Linked DNA regions of Mus musculus: all the other regions are linked to region 3. A link is a contact called in public HiChIP or PLAC-seq and promoter capture Hi-C data. All regions are on one chromosome and are shown on one strand. The core of a region is the stretch at or near the end of the contact, and the rest is flanking DNA. Distances in the headings are between cores, read along the strand shown. Region 1 holds the start of Ttc16 (tetratricopeptide repeat domain 16). Region 2 holds the start of C130021I20Rik (Riken cDNA C130021I20 gene). Region 3 holds the start of Garnl3 (GTPase activating RANGAP domain-like 3).

Evidence for each region. Promoter capture Hi-C pulls out the DNA fragments that hold promoters and counts their contacts. HiChIP or PLAC-seq counts read pairs in DNA pulled down with a chosen protein or histone mark.
Region 1: a promoter capture Hi-C map of pre-B cells shows a contact between it and region 3, with 4 times the contacts expected there. The contact joins the promoter of Ttc16 here to the promoter of Garnl3 in region 3. A contact is called at or near these places in 8 of 39 promoter capture datasets (the 3T3-L1 cell line, 3T3-L1-derived adipocytes, embryonic stem cells and 4 more) and 4 of 484 Hi-C or Micro-C datasets (CD8 T cells, cardiomyocytes, cerebellum and 1 more).
Region 2: an H3K4me3 HiChIP or PLAC-seq map of embryonic stem cells shows a contact between it and region 3, with 8 read pairs. The contact joins the promoter of C130021I20Rik here to the promoter of Garnl3 in region 3. A contact is called at or near these places in 1 of 39 promoter capture datasets (the 3T3-L1 cell line) and 2 of 115 datasets of contacts at active chromatin or transcription factors (bone marrow-derived macrophages and embryonic stem cells).

The regions. Positions count from the first base shown.
Region 1 is chr2:32,772,018-32,776,920 of GRCm38.p6, reverse strand. Ttc16 (tetratricopeptide repeat domain 16) reads left to right here and starts at 1,288. Exons shown (of 15, transcript NM_177384.3): 1 at 1,288-1,590; 2 at 1,826-1,873; 3 at 2,364-2,530; 4 at 2,849-2,939; 5 at 3,113-3,256; 6 at 4,711-4,811; 7 at 4,903. The coding sequence starts at 1,573. It overlaps Ptrh1 (peptidyl-tRNA hydrolase 1 homolog), which reads right to left and starts at 1,100. Exons shown (of 5, transcript NM_178595.3): 1 at 1,026-1,100; 2 at 398-617; 3 at 115-214. The coding sequence starts at 1,091.
Region 2 is chr2:33,638,325-33,643,107 of GRCm38.p6, reverse strand. It overlaps C130021I20Rik (Riken cDNA C130021I20 gene), which reads right to left and starts at 1,915. Exons shown (of 3, transcript NR_046275.1): 1 at 1,764-1,915; 2 at 1,507-1,632; 3 at 1-981. Lmx1b (LIM homeobox transcription factor 1 beta) reads left to right here and starts at 2,010. Exons shown (of 8, transcript NM_010725.3): 1 at 2,010-2,666; 2 at 3,433-3,619. The coding sequence starts at 2,510. It overlaps Gm39790 (a long non-coding RNA gene), which reads right to left and starts at 3,447. Exons shown (of 3, transcript XR_866136.3): 1 at 3,161-3,447; 2 at 2,878-3,038; 3 at 2,637-2,729.
Region 3 is chr2:33,127,349-33,132,110 of GRCm38.p6, reverse strand. It overlaps Garnl3 (GTPase activating RANGAP domain-like 3), which reads left to right and starts at 1,492. Exons shown (of 30, transcript NM_001355200.1): 1 at 1,492-1,687. The coding sequence starts at 1,596.

The sequences.
Region 1 (4,903 bases), core at 39-2,538, 350 kb after region 3:
CCCAGGCCTTCTTCAGAGCAGCCCAGCCTATCGAGATAGATAGTCTCAACAATCTTACTCCACTCCAACAGAGGCCAGCATCCCTACCCAAACCTACGCACATAAGAGCCTCACCTTGCGCTGCCCCCCAGCTTCAGAGCCAGCTTTCCCAACGGCTTGTCCAGTTCATCATGGACCAGATAGATCTCCTCCGCAGTCAGCCCAAACAGCTCCGCTTGGCACAGGGAAACAACACTCTAGTTACTGCATATCTGCTCAGAGGGGTCACAACAACCCCCATATGTAAACAGGCTTCCCCAAGCCTTCACTGTAGTAATTGGGGCTCACCAGGCACTTGTCACAATTGAACCCTCTCTCTGGTCCCTGTGCCCTCTTATCCATGAAACCTACAACTCACCAGCTCGGGCTACGCTGCGCCCGTTGACGTTCATGAGGCGCCGCGGCCGGAGCAGTACCAGCTGAGCATCCCCGAGCGGGGCCAGGGCGAGGTCAGCAGCACAGCGCGAGTCACGAGTCCAATTCTCCGCCACTCCCAGTCGCCTTGCTATTTGCCCCAGCACCGCCATGCCCACACTGTGCCGGGTGCCGGGCATTCCGTGGTTCCCCAGGCCAGCCACCTGTAGGCAACACTCACTCAGGACCCAAAACATTGACCAGGAAACAGAAGCGACAGTATTGGGAAGGAGCACTTAAGGGTCTGGGAACTCCTGGAGGCCCCACCAGCCAGAGGATGCCGCTCCCTGGTGCAAGAGCAAAACTAAAAGTTTGGAGCCAGTTAGTATTGCGCCTATTTGACTAAGTAGAAAAAGGGACAACTATCCCGAAAAGATGGTTCCGAAGGTAAGGTTGCTGCTAACCCTGACAACCTGGGTTCGATCCCCAGAACCCACATGGTGGAAAGAACCCTCTCCTAAGTTGCCCTCTGACAGCCACAGGGCACATGCATACAACGCATACACTTAAATGTAAGCGTAGCTGCGGAGCCAAGCCCCGCGTCCCTGTGTAGCCACCCACGCCCCACTCACCAGCCACCGCTTCCCGGGGAACCGAGCCTCGGAAACCTGCCGGCTCAAGGCCCAACTCCGCCGCATCCCTGGACTAAAAAGACCGGACTTCAACGTGCCGACTCCCATTCACAGCCAGGACCCCGCCCCTTGACGTCAGGCATCCCTAAGCCAATAGCATCACGACATGTCCAGCGACGCCCAATCCAGGCTGGGTTTGGCGTCCGCCATGTCTCTGCGGGGCGGAAGTGGGTGGATCGCGGGCCCGGGCGAGTGTCTGGGTGCATTCCTCCGCGACGCGTCACCCTGTATGGCTCAGCCTTTGCTCGGCCTTTGCTCGAGGGCTGGTACCTCGTTAAGTTTCTACCCTGGCCCGCGTCGGCGTGCACTGCCCATAGGTTCTTTCCTTGACTTAGGCCTTGGCTTGCCTTGCTGAGTTTCTAGTGACTCTCGGAGGCGGGGCCAAGTGGGCGGGGCCTATGGACATCGTGGACCTGGTGCCTAGCAACAACGGAGCTAGGGAACCTCAGAGTATGCTTAGCCCAGAAGTTAGCCTAGAAACCTGGCCATGACAGACAGAAGCAAGGTGAGGGCTGAGAAGGGGAAAGCTGAGGCAGAGGTCGGGGCCGCAAGAAGGGCTTGAGGAAGAGCCAGTCAAGCCCTTCAGGGGAACTGGGAGAGGTCAGAGGTCATCATTTGTAGTGTGGTAGGGGAGAAGGGTGACTGGCCTCCCAGTCCTAAGGGAGAGAGAGGGCAGAGAGATTTTTTGGGGGGGTTGTTGTTGTTTTAACGTTTTGGGGTTTTGTTTGTTTGTTTTATAGACTCAGAGAACTCCATCTGCCTCTAGCTCTAGAACGGGGTTATTAAAGGTATGCACTACCGTGCCCAGCCCAAGTGGAGAGATTTTGAGGAGTGAAACACAGAACTTGAGGACTGATGAGACATAGGTTCCCCGATTCTGGTGACTATGGGAAGGGTGATCACACAGAGGTGAGAAGCCCTGGGAAGAAGTCAGGTGAAGTGCTTGCTCAATGTGACCTGACGAGTGTGAGAATCCCAGGGCGGGAGTCACAAGGAACCTTGTGCAGCAGGGTCTGAAAACGATGAGCAGCTAGAGCACAAGGTGAGAGCAGACAAAGCCCAAGAGGAGAGCAGAGGGTGCAGTGGTTCCTTGACCTTGACCACAGGACAGGGAGAGAGGCAGGGCTAGAGAAATGTTGGAGCCCTGGGGGACTGTTGAACCCCAGACTAGGTGTGCCTTCTACCAGGAGGCCTCTTCACACCTCTTCCAGTAGGCAAAGCTCCTGGGGGAAGTGTTCCTGAGGCCTTCTGAGCTTACTGCCCCTGGCTTGGTTCCAGGAGCCTCACAGTGCCCGTTCCCAGAAAACTCCAAAGCTAAAGGTTCCTGAAGCCCCAGAGAAGATCCTGCGACGCATCTTTGGGACCAGTCATGTGTTCTATGTTATGACAGATCCTACAAAACGAAGGATGATAGGATCAACAGTGCCTGCCAAAGTCAGAGAGTAGTGAGTGACTTCTTTGTCTCCAACTCCAGGTTCCTACTCTACAAAACCATTATTAATACTGGGTTCAGCTGCAAGCTGGCTGCTATCCCTCTCTGGGTCTCAGTGAACAGCGAGGGTAGAGGGATAAGGGGCTGATGCCCTGGAAGAGCTCCAGGAAGGTCAGCCTGGCCTCTGTGGAGCTCTGATGGCTTTTGCAGCCTCTTTACCTCAGCCCTCCCTCCTGCATACCCCATTCTAGCCCTGAGAAGGTCCTGGGCTGGTCCCAGATCAATACCAGATCCACTGCCTGTCCTGTCCTGTCCTGTCCTGTCCTCACAGCTATAACCAAGGCCATCAGTGCCTCCTACAAGAGGACTGGGAGATGTCTGTGCTGTTCTTCTCCCGTGCCCTCCACCTGGACCCCAAACTGGTAAGAGGAGAGTCAGAGTGGTCCCCAGGGAGCAACTGGCTGGGCATAAGTCCCCCACCCCCTGTCACTGTCAAACCTGCTTAGCCCTTCCTCCCAGGACCATCAGATTCTGGAACCACCTGGAAGGGAAGAAGTTGGAGAGGAAATAACAGCCAGGGTCTCTTTGCCTTTAGGTAGACTTCTATGTATTCCGTGCTGAGGCCTTCATCCAACTCTGTGACTTCTCCTCTGCCCTCCAGAACCTCCGCAGGGCCTACTCCTATGACCCAGGGAATAACAAGTACCTGAACCGGCTGGCCTTTGTGCTCTACCTACAGGTGCCTCAGCTGCCCCACCCGCAGGGGACTTCTCACCTTATCCCCAGCTACTGGCTTGCCCTTCACCTACAGGGAGCCTTCCTGGGATAGGATCTGAGTTCTTGGGGACTCCCGGTCTGTGCACCTGTTTACACCAGCTGCCCCCATCGCTGATTTATTAATTTAGCTGGAGGTGTCTAGAACTTCTGCAGTAAGGCTCTGACCTACCCACACTATCCAATAGGGTCACCACTGGCCACATGGAAATGTTGAGTCCTTACAGTGTGGCAAGTATGACTGAACTAAATTTTAAATTCGATTTGGGTGGGTTGGGTCCGTAAGGGGTGTGACTCAGTGGTAGGATGGCAGCTTGGCACACAGAGGGCTCTGAGTGCTGTCCCTAGTACTAAGTGGAATTTTAACTGCTTAACATTTATTTTGACATTGACTTGAGCATGTGTGCTTGTGTGTATGTGTGCATCTGTGTGCCTAGGGAGGTCAGAAGTCAGATGTCTCCTTGTACTATGTGGGTGGGCCCTGGGCATCGGCAGGCCTGATGATGAAGTGCCTGTACCCACTGAGTCATCTCAGTACCGTCAGTGTCTTTTGAAAGTTCTTTTGAAAGTCAGATATTGGCTAGAAGTTGAGTTGAGTGCAACAGTGGTAGACCATTTGCCTAGGAAAGGGTCTGAGTCCAAGCACCAGTGCCACAAAACACCAAGCCCCTCAGTTCCTACAAAGAAGCTTGGGTGGCCAGTGACACGACTGAGCAGGTAAGAGCATCTGCTTCTTAAGCCTGACTACCTCCGTGTGATAGCTGAGATGCACACGGTGGGAAGAAACCAGACTGCCACAGTTAGCTATGACTTTCACACGTGTGCTGCGGCATGTGCCTGCCCCCACACACCACAGAATAAATGCACATCATAAAAAAGAAACATTGGGCCAGACATGGTGGCTCAGGCTTGCACACTCTGCACACCAGAAACTGAGGCAGGAAGAGTCTCATGAGTTCAAGGTCTGTCTGGGTTGCATGGTTCCCGGCCAGTATGAGTTACACTGTGAAACGTTAATAAGACAAATATACCAGACAAGGCAGGAGAGCCCTCGAGGCATTCAGATAACTGATAGAACTGTTGAGGGCCTGTGTCGTGCTAGCTCACTTCCTGTGTGACCTGTGGCGAGTCACTTCACCTCCCTGATCCTGGGTTCCTTCATCTGAAATGGGGAACACTTGTGAATTCTAGACCTTTGGCCGGAGCCCCGCTGCCCTCACCTGTTGCCCCATTCTGTCTGGAATCTCTGTGTTGCTGTATTCCTCCACGTTTCTTGGTGTCTCTCTGCTCTGTATCTTGTTTCCATCTCTGTCTCTTGAAGTCTCTGTCTCTGTTCAAGTCCCTCTCCCTGTCCTCTGCCACCTGTGGAGGTCATCAGAGCTGGAGTTCTGAGCGGAGCTGACAGCCGTGTCTCCTCAGGGTCAGTGCCTGTATGAGCTGTGTGACTTCCAGGAAGCCCTCTGTGTCTTCCTGCAAGCCTCCGACCTCCAGCCCCAAAACGCTTCCTTCAGTTACCGATGGTGAGTGTCTCACACCACCACGCCCTCTCCTGGCAGCAGCCTCTTACAGCCCCAGGCTGAATGCCCTTTGCCCTCTGCCCTCTGCCCCCAGC
Region 2 (4,783 bases), core at 666-3,165, 510 kb before region 3:
GCCTTAGATTTTTCACACTGGGTAAAAACAAGGACGAAGGGTGGGTGAAGAAAACTCTACATCCACATACCCATGCTCCTGGATACACAAAGGCGCCGAGAAATACACAGAACACAAAGCCACAAACACAAAAACCCCTGGGCGACACAGAACAATTCAGGAGCTCCGGGGCAAACAGAAACACAAAGGTAACTCAGAGACACACTTATAGAGAAAAATCTACCAGATTCGCTAAAGGGGCCGAGGCGCATACAAAGGCGTAGACATCTTCACTATCTACACCTTCACGAGGACACACACAAAGACGTGTAAAAAACATGACATAGAAGCACGAGAGACGTGTACCGAAAACACACACACTCATTGCCTGGAAAGACGTAAGGACACACAAACACAAAATGTATGTGCACAGGAATACGGGTGCACACGTTCTCAATAGCTTCCGCGAGGCGGGAGCGCGGACACACACAGACACACTCCGATACCCACCGACACACACGCAGGTACTGGGGTGGGGCGGTGACCGCTAATCCTCCACAAAGCCGGGCCCCTCCGGGGGGCCCCCCCAGCACAGGGGGCCACTTCTGACCAAGCCTCCCTCAGGCTCCAAATCTGATCCGCCCTCTCGCCTCTAGCGGGGTCAGGGGACCCGCCCTCCGAGCCCTCCATCCCCTCCCGGCTTCGCGCCGCTGCTCCACAGCCGGAGGGGCCAGGGCCGCCCAGCAGCAGCTCGCAGGGGCTGTTAACTCCTGCCCTGGGACCGCACCATCCCTCCTGCTATTCCAGGACGAAACCCGCGCGGGAGTGGTGGGGCCGAAGGTACCCTGTTTCCCGATGCGACGTCTTCTAGTTTTCTCGCGGATGTCTGGCCGGATGCACCCAGGAGTCTCCAGCTGCGTGCCGCTGGCCTTGCGTTGCCCGCTGTCGAGGCCCACTTTGCCAAGGGTGGCCAGCGCTCAGTCTCTAACCCTGGCCAGGTCCCTTAGCCACAATGAAAGGGCACCGATTTCAGAGGTCACACAGATTTCCTTAGAACGACTGTACCCATGCCGTTCCAGGCCTCCACCCCTAGATCTTGAGGACACCACTTCTTACCTGCCCCTCATACTCCAAGCCTTGGGAGGCCCAGCCTTCGCCCACTGACCCCGGCCGGGAACAAGATATCTTTCCGAGCCCTGTTGACCCTCTTAACACTCTCTTGGTCTCAACCCGGGCCTGACCGTCCTCTTTCACCCAAGATCTCCCATTCTGGCTATGAGAGCCCCCTCAACTCATTCCCCCGCCCTATTTCTGCCAGGCCTGGGCTTTTTGGGACTACTTACTCAAACTACAGCCCTTACACCCCCTCCCCAGGTCAGGGTTCCCTTTGGCGAGTCCGGGGCCAGCGGTTCTTGCTTACATTTGATGTTCCCCATCCCTCGACCCTAGGAGCCCTCTCAGCACACCAGGCTGTCCGGTGCAGGCCCCGCCTCCCGAGGGGACACCAACTCAGACCCTGCGACCTACCTTAGACTACGAGTCCGGGTTTGGGCCAGCCGCTCCCGCCTGGCGCTGTCCCCTGGAGAAGTCGCTGCGTTCCCCGCCGTCCTCACAGTCTGGCCTCGCTTGGGGCCACTCCTCTGAGCGCTGGAGCTTAAAAAAAAAACAACAAAAATATTAATAATAAAAAAGGCAAGAAAGAAAAAAAAGAAAGCCTGATTTCCCCAACTCCCAAATCAATTTTTCAAGAGGGGTGGGGCACAGGATTTGTTTCGATGGCTAACCAAACTTCTGCCAATGGTGGACAGGATGGTCGCCTGGATTCAGGGCGCGGCACGGGGTGCAGGACGGGGGCTAAGGGAGCCCTCCCGCAGGGAGGGGGGGAGGCGACGGCACTATTTGACGTGGAGCAGCCGGCTCATCCCGGCGCAGTGATACGAGGCGCACCAATGAGTTCAAATGTCAGGAAGTTTGAGGAGGGGTGAGGCGGCTCGGGGCCGGAGTATCCCTCCGCCGCCAGCCCCAGCTCTAAACCGAGCGGCTCCTCGGGCGCACCATGGCACTGGAGTAGTGCGGGGAGCGCGCCTGGAGCCCCGCGGCCTGCTGCGCCCCGCCCGGGACCCTGCTGCGACGCCCGCGCCCCCCCAGCCCGCGGGGCCGCCCCTGCACCCCCGCCCCCTCCCCCGCCCGCCGCCGCCGCCGCCGCCTCCTCCTACTCCTCCGGGCGGCTCCGCGTGCCGCCCGCTGCTGCAGCCGGGACCCGGGGCTGACAAGCAGGTGACAGGCGAGCAGCGAGTGCGCGTGGCTGCGAGTAGCCGGTAGAGAGCGGCGCGCGGGGCTGCCAGCCGCCCGGGCCCTCCCGCACGACGCCGGGGCCCGGGGCCAGCGCGCCGCCGCTCCACGCTCGCCCCGGGGCAGCGGGCGGCCCCGACCCCGCGGGCGCCGCGCCTCCCCGGCTGCAGCGGAGCGGGCGGACGGGCCGGAGGGTGAGCGGCCCAGCCGGCGGGGTCCGCAGCGCGCCGGGCGTCCCATGGATATAGCAACAGGTCCCGAGTCGCTGGAGAGGTGCTTCCCTCGCGGGCAGACGGACTGCGCCAAGATGTTGGACGGCATCAAGATGTTGGACGGCATCAAGATGGAGGAGCACGCCCTTCGCCCCGGGCCCGCCACCCTGGGGGTGCTGCTGGGTGAGTGCTGGGTCGCAACGCTCGAATAGTGCGGGTCAGGGGGTAGGGTTGTCCGTCGTGCCGCTGTGGATACCGGCGTGAGGGGCAAAGAATAAAGAAAATAGGTTTTCAGGACGTGGGGAGGGGGTCCGGACCCCTGGAATGACCACCGGAGGGGTAACAAGCACACCGAGACAGAGCTCCCTGAGGGGAAAACGTTCAGGGACGTCACCTAGACAGAGGACTGAACAGCCTCAGCCGTCACTCACACCGTCCTCTCCGGGTCTGGGTTCTAGTGCTGCTACACTGGACTGAGCTGGGGTGGGAAGCGGGTGGCAGGGATGCTGGAGAACCAAGTTGTCTCCTTAGAGCCCGGGAGAGAGGCCAGGTCACCTGGGGAAGGGGAGCTTTTAGAAGAGAAAACTATCCCCGGGTCTATCCCAACCGCGGTTCTTGGGGTAGAAGGTTCCAACAGCATCGTGGGGCGTGTCAGCCAGCGAGTGTCCTGGCCTCACCTCGCTGGTTGGGTTCCAGCCGGCCACCCCGCGCGGAGCTCCTTCTCGTTGGTAATAACACCATCCGCTGGATCTCCGCGAGCGGGGAGAGCGCAGCGCCCAGCCAAGGCTGCAGGCCCTCGGCCTCACGGCGCCCCAGCTTACGGAAAGGAGCGTGCTGTCTAGGGCTGCCGGGTCTCTGGCTCGCCGGCTGGGGTCCTCAGGCGACGGGAGGCGCTCCGGGGCTGGGCCAAGCGGCGCTGACGGCCCGGCTCTCGCCCTGTGCGCTGCAGGCTCCGACTGCCCGCATCCCGCCGTCTGCGAGGGCTGCCAGCGGCCCATCTCCGACCGCTTCCTGATGCGAGTCAACGAGTCGTCCTGGCACGAGGAGTGTTTGCAGTGCGCGGCATGTCAGCAAGCCCTCACCACCAGCTGCTACTTCCGGGATCGGAAACTGTACTGCAAACAAGACTACCAACAGTAAGCGCCTCTCGCCCTCCTCTCTTTCCCCGCCATGGACCAGCACTCCAGCCCGGCCGGTCCCTGCCGGGAAGGGCCCACGCCGCCCTGCGGCCGGCTCTGCGCTCCACTGGGCCCGGCAGCTCCGATGGCTCAAAGGGCTGCGTGTCTCCGGGCTGGGGCGAATCATCTCCTTCCAGCCGACAGTGGTGGGGTGCCCCTAGGTGCCATCTGTTGTCCCGGAAACCTGCGCAGAGTGACTGAATTGGGGTACAAGACAAAGCCCGGGGCGGACTGGTCGGTCGATACGATGTTTGTCCTGGGAGAGGGCTTGGCCCCTCTAAAGCCTGAAGTGGGGACAAGAATATATTTTCCAAGAAAGGCATTGCTTTAGAGAGCCAAGCCTGACTGTGTTTCCCCAGTTCAAGAGCGTCTGGGGTTCCTGGAGCAGGGAGGTGGGTGCTGGACCCTGGCTGCGATGCAGGCGGGAGATCTCCACCCTGGCTGGCTCCTTGCGCCACTTTTCTTCTCTGGTAAAGAGAAATGGGTGTCCTTCTTCCTAAACCGTTCCATACGGGAATTTTGCCCTTACAATTTTTCTTAGCTGGAGAATCAATCTGTCTAGGAAGCTACAGCTTCCTAGACAGCTCTTCGTTGAAGTGGCTGACTGAAGGAGTCAGGCCCAGACAGCCTTCTTTCTTGCAGCATGCTGGAAAAGGGTGGTTGATACTAGAGGTGTGGTTTGAGCCTTACCTGCTGGCTTCTATGCTAAGCAGGGTGGCACTGTGGACTTGTGTGGCTGAAGGCTGGGGACAGACCGCAGAAGATGCAGAGCTTTTCTGGTGACCTACCTGGAAGTGCAATGGGGGAGGTTGAGTTGGGGTGCAATGAGGAGCCTTGGTGGGAAGAGGGGTGTGGGAATCTTGGGAGGGAAGTTGCAGAGACAAGCGTGAGACTGTGGGAAGTTCTAAGTGGCGTTCAGAAAGGCTTCTTGGATGGGACTCCTCAGGTGTTCTGGGCTGGAGTGGTCTCTGGGTGCCAAAGCCCTTGGAGAAAAAAGGCAGGGTTACGTGTGCCATGCAGTAAATGCAGCCAAAGTATTGGTCTCCAAATCCAGGGTCTAGCTTGGAAAGGGGCAGCTAAACTCTTTGACTAGGGCCTAACAACTGGGGCTGCAGGCCAGAG
Region 3 (4,762 bases), core at 243-2,742:
TGGAAGGTTATGAATGAAAACCTGAACCCACAACTGGTAGACAACCAAAGCTCCCCTCAGCCTCACTGTGTCAGACCACAAACAGCCACCAGGAGACAGTAGTACCTCCTTTTGCTGACTGGTTAGATCCTGAGGTAGCGCAAACCTCATGGTGGACCCCAGTTCAGGCAGGAAGACCCGCACCATCCAGGCACTCCTGAAGTGAGAAAGAGGCGACATGGGCGGGGCTAGATAGGCGGGACTTGTAGGCGGGGAAGCTAGAGGGCTCTTGGGGTGGAATAGCCAAGGGACGAGAGAACAAAATTGCTCTAAGTACAGACCTCAGCTTCAAGAGAAAAGAGGCGGAGCTCCGGGGTTGGGGGCCATGCCTGTGGGCGGGATGTGGAGAAAGGCGGCCCCCAAAAGAAGGCGGTGCTACGATAGAAAGGACCAAGAGGTGCTGAGGTGAGGAGGGTCAGCAGAGAATCCAGCAATCGGAGCTGTGGAGCGGCGGGCCGATAGAGCGCTCTGTGCTGGAGGGGTAGGTGGGAAGGGCCTAGATCTGTGGGAATGGTAAGGAGCGGGAGTGATGGGCCGTGGACCCGACGAAGTTGAGGATCCAGTGGGCATTGGGAGCCTGCGTGCGCTACACAGAAGAACGGAGGGAGCGCGGGTAGAAGATCTTGGTGAGGCCAGTTCAGGAGGGGCGTGGCTGGAGCTGGTGTAGAGGCAGGGTGGGGCCTGCACTGGTCTGAGAAGGGCCGGAGAAACGGAGATCGTTAGCTCGGGGCGTGGCCTGTGCCCAGACTAGGGAGTGAGGTGGGTTTGGCTAAGAGATGGGGCGGGCCCTTGGCAAAGCTGAAGGGCAAAGGGACTGACTGGATAAGGGTTTGGGGTGGGGCCTGAGCCCACTGATAGGTAAGGCTTGGTACTTGGGGCGGGGCACGGGTGGAGCCTGAGCAGAGCTGAGAGGAGATCTGCGTGATTGGGGCGGGGCAAAGGCGGACAGGGGCGGGACCTGAACCTAATTCAAATAGACTGGGTTGGGGCGGTGAGGGGGCGGGGCCTAAACCCAGCTGAGTGGTGAGGGAGGATCTTCTAGATTAGGGGCGAGGCAGGGGGAGGGCCAAGGCCTCAAAAAGGACCAAAGGGAGTGGATTCGGTAGGAGATCAGGGAGGTTCCGGAGACTAGCTCCGGAGAGATGAGGCAAACTTCGCTAGGCTAGGGGCAGGGCTTAAAGCCAGAGGTTCGGAAGAGGCGTACCTGCTAGAATGGGGGCGGGGCAGAGGTGAGGCCTAAAGCCAGAGGCGTGGTTAGGCCGTTAGAGTAGGGGCGGGGCCTAAAGCCTCAGGCGTGTTCAAGGGACCTGATTAGAGTAGGGGCGGGGCTTGGACCCCGCGAATAGTCTGAGGGCGTGGTTAGGCTGGAGTTCGGGGCGGGGCCTGAGGTCCCAGGCTGGGCTGGAGTTTGGGGCGGGACAGAGGCGGGGCTTGGGTCCGGTGAGGGGTGCGGGGCGGGGCGTGGGCTGCGGCGCGCTAGCTGAGCGTCCGGCCGAACACCGCCGAGGCCCGAGCCCACCCGAGTGTGCCCGAGCCGTCGGCCCCCGCCCGGGGCGATGGAGCAGGAACCCGGCGGGGCTGCCGCTGCGCTCCTGCGGCAGAAGAGGGCGGCGCTGCGGCGCAGGGGGTGCAGCTTTGAGAGTCCCAGGTACCGTTGCCCCGGAGGGGTGCAGCCTCTAGGGGTGGGAGAGGGGAGTAGGCCACGTGGGGGTTGGCGGTGTGAGGGGACAGAGTGTGGCGAGGCCGCGGCGTGGGAGGGAGTCGGCGCAGAGCCCAGTAGAGCGGCCGGGCCACGCTGAGGGAGTGCCCAGCGGGAGGGCTAGAGACCTGTGTCCGGCCGGCAGATGATGTGGACGTCCGAAGCCTCGGCCCTGTGACAGGCCCTGCACACTACGGCTCAGGGAGGTCTTGGGCTGTGGAGAACGCGACCTGCCTGCTTCTAAATGCTCAAGGACAAGGTCGGAACCCCTAAGCCCCCAAAAGGACACCCTTTAGGCTTCTCTTGCTTTCTATAATCCATCCTCGCACCCCAAGTGCCTGGCCACCTGCTGCCTATGGCCCCGCCCATCTGTGGTTGGGGTGGGGGGCACCCTGCATAGTTCCTAGGTCCTTTCTCTTTCCCAGGTTGTCCGTGCCCCTCCCGGACTTACCTTCCTTAACTGGCGCCCTCCTGAGGAACCAGCCTGGCCGTAGGTGAAGCTTGGCTGCTGCCGGACACGCCCTTCCCTTTGCGGCTCTTGCCCATGCCTATCCCCGGCTTACTCCCACCTCCAAGGAATTCCTTGTAACTTGAAATGGGTCCTGCTTCCAGGTGGACTCATTCCTTTCAGAATGACTCCAGCACCACCATCTGGGCCAGATTTTCATCAGTATTCTGTAATAATGGCCTTAGGGAGGGTATCCTGAAGCCAACCCCCTTCCTCCTAGCCTACTGCTGCCTGCACCCCTGAGTTTTTAATTGCCATAGCATGGGTAGGGACGAGGAAGAGAAAAAAGATGTAGGACTCTAACCTCCACTGAGGTGGAAAAGAGAGTTCATTTGCTAAGGCACAAAGCAAACCAGCCAAGATCCTTAAAGGAAGGTGTGATGCCCTTAATTGGCCTTTCTCAGACTCAGTCCTTGACACACTGCTCCAGCAGTTCTGATGCTGTGTGGTAAGGACAGATATCAAGGCTGCTCTAGCCGCTGCCCTAGCCTCTTCCCCATCACCACAGCTGCCTCAAGCCTGGCCCATCACAGAGCCTGAAGGGCTTGGGCACTCCTCCCTCAGGCTGTAGAACTGCTCATCAATTCTTTTTGAAAGTCTTTCTTGAACTCTAGGCTTAGCTTTGTGTGATCAGCACCTGGGCATCTGCCAAGAAGGTTCTAAATATTTGTGTGGTGACCTGAGTGGAACATTTCCCTTCCATAGGAGACCCAGGCAGCTAACAATCTCTATGGCTTGAGCATGAAGAATAGGAAGAGGTATACCAAGAGACTGGAGCAAAGAGAATCTCTCAGGTCTGAGGCAGCCTGCTTAGGACAGTGCTGCTACAGAACTTCCGGACATGAAGGAATGGTTCTGTAATGCAGCCCATGCAGTCCGGGAGCCACAGACACCTGTGGCTGTGGAACACCTCGCCAAGACACCTGAGTGTTGAGTTGTGCTTAGCCTTCAATGCAAGTAACCACATTGATCCCAGCACTACCCCCTCAGCCAGCATTAATTAGCTTTCTCAGGCTCAGTCCTTGACACATCTGCTCCAGCAATTCTGATAAGAGCCTTAGGAGGACTGAGAAATGCGTACCATAGTGGACAGTGCTGGCATAAAAATTAGACTTCCTTCCCCTTTGTCTTCATGACCATATTCTTCAAGAACTGAAATGACTTACAAGCCTCCAGGTGTTTTTGTTCTCTGATACACCATGACATTATCTAGTGGCTTGTGAGATAATTAGGATTAGCTTTTTTTTTTCTTTTTTTCTTCTAAAAATAATTTATTGAATGAAATTTGAAAATGCAAGAAGAACATAAACAGGATAATTAAATTATTTTGATGGTAGTATTGATGATATATAGTCTCATATAGCCCTGGTTGGCCTGAAATTCACTATGTAAATCAGGCTGTCCTGGAACTCACAGAGACCTGCCTGCCTCTGCCCCTTAAGTGCTGGGATTAAAGACCACCACACCCAGTGGATAGTTTATTGATTCATAATCCCACTATAGATATAATTGGCCTTTTCTCCATGAATATTTATCATTTTAATTGACTTTTCACTCAGCACATCATAAACCCTGGAAGCAATCCTTACATATTCCTTAAAAATTTTTTTTCAGTTGCTGTGTGATCTCCTACTATATGGATGTCTAACTATTTTTAGCCTATCTTTTACTACTTTCACTCTTCCTAGAGATGCAGTTCATTTATGTATAGTCACTTGTGTGTGAAGACATCACTGGCCCATAAGATAAGATCATGAAAGTGATGGGAATTATGGGTCAGGACAAAAGAGCCTCTTAAAGTCTTCTGCAGCAGGATTCCAGAGTGCTCTCCTAGGCATTATTATTATATTTGCCAAAGTGATACCTTGTCATTTGAATTTCTTTATTTAGTAATGATGCTTTTCTCATAAATCATATTTTTTTACTTATTTTAAGGTATTTGTATATATGATCATCATTTTCCTTTGGAATATTTATCCTTTCCTAGTAGAATTAAAACTTTTTTTTATTTATTAAGGGGAATTTTGCGGTAAATATATAGCAGATTTTTTTTTCCAGTTAATTATTTGCCTTTTCACATTCTGTGTGGTGGTTTTCCAGTGAGTGTGTGTTTGTGTGTGTGCGCGCATTTGTGTGTGTGGTGACTATTGTCTTAAACTTTAGAGCCACTGATTTCTTCCTCTTGTTTATACTCATGTAAAAGAATCTCTTTACTTAAATAGATAGTCATCTACAATTTCTCCATGTTTAATGAAAATTTACAGTTAGCATATAAAGTAGTTCTCCATTATCTTTGTTGTTCTAAAAACAGCTTCCTTAATTCAGTAATCCAAATGACCTCATGATTCTGGCTCAGTGTCAGACCCTCTTATCTACATCTTGACCGAATGGGTGCATGGCTCCTTAGACCAAGCCCATTGATCCAGAGGCCTGCAGCTGTCTGAGAGCTTCTCGGCTGCTTTTGGAACATAACTAGGAGGGGAAGCCTTGCCACCTCTGTATGCCTCAGTTACTTC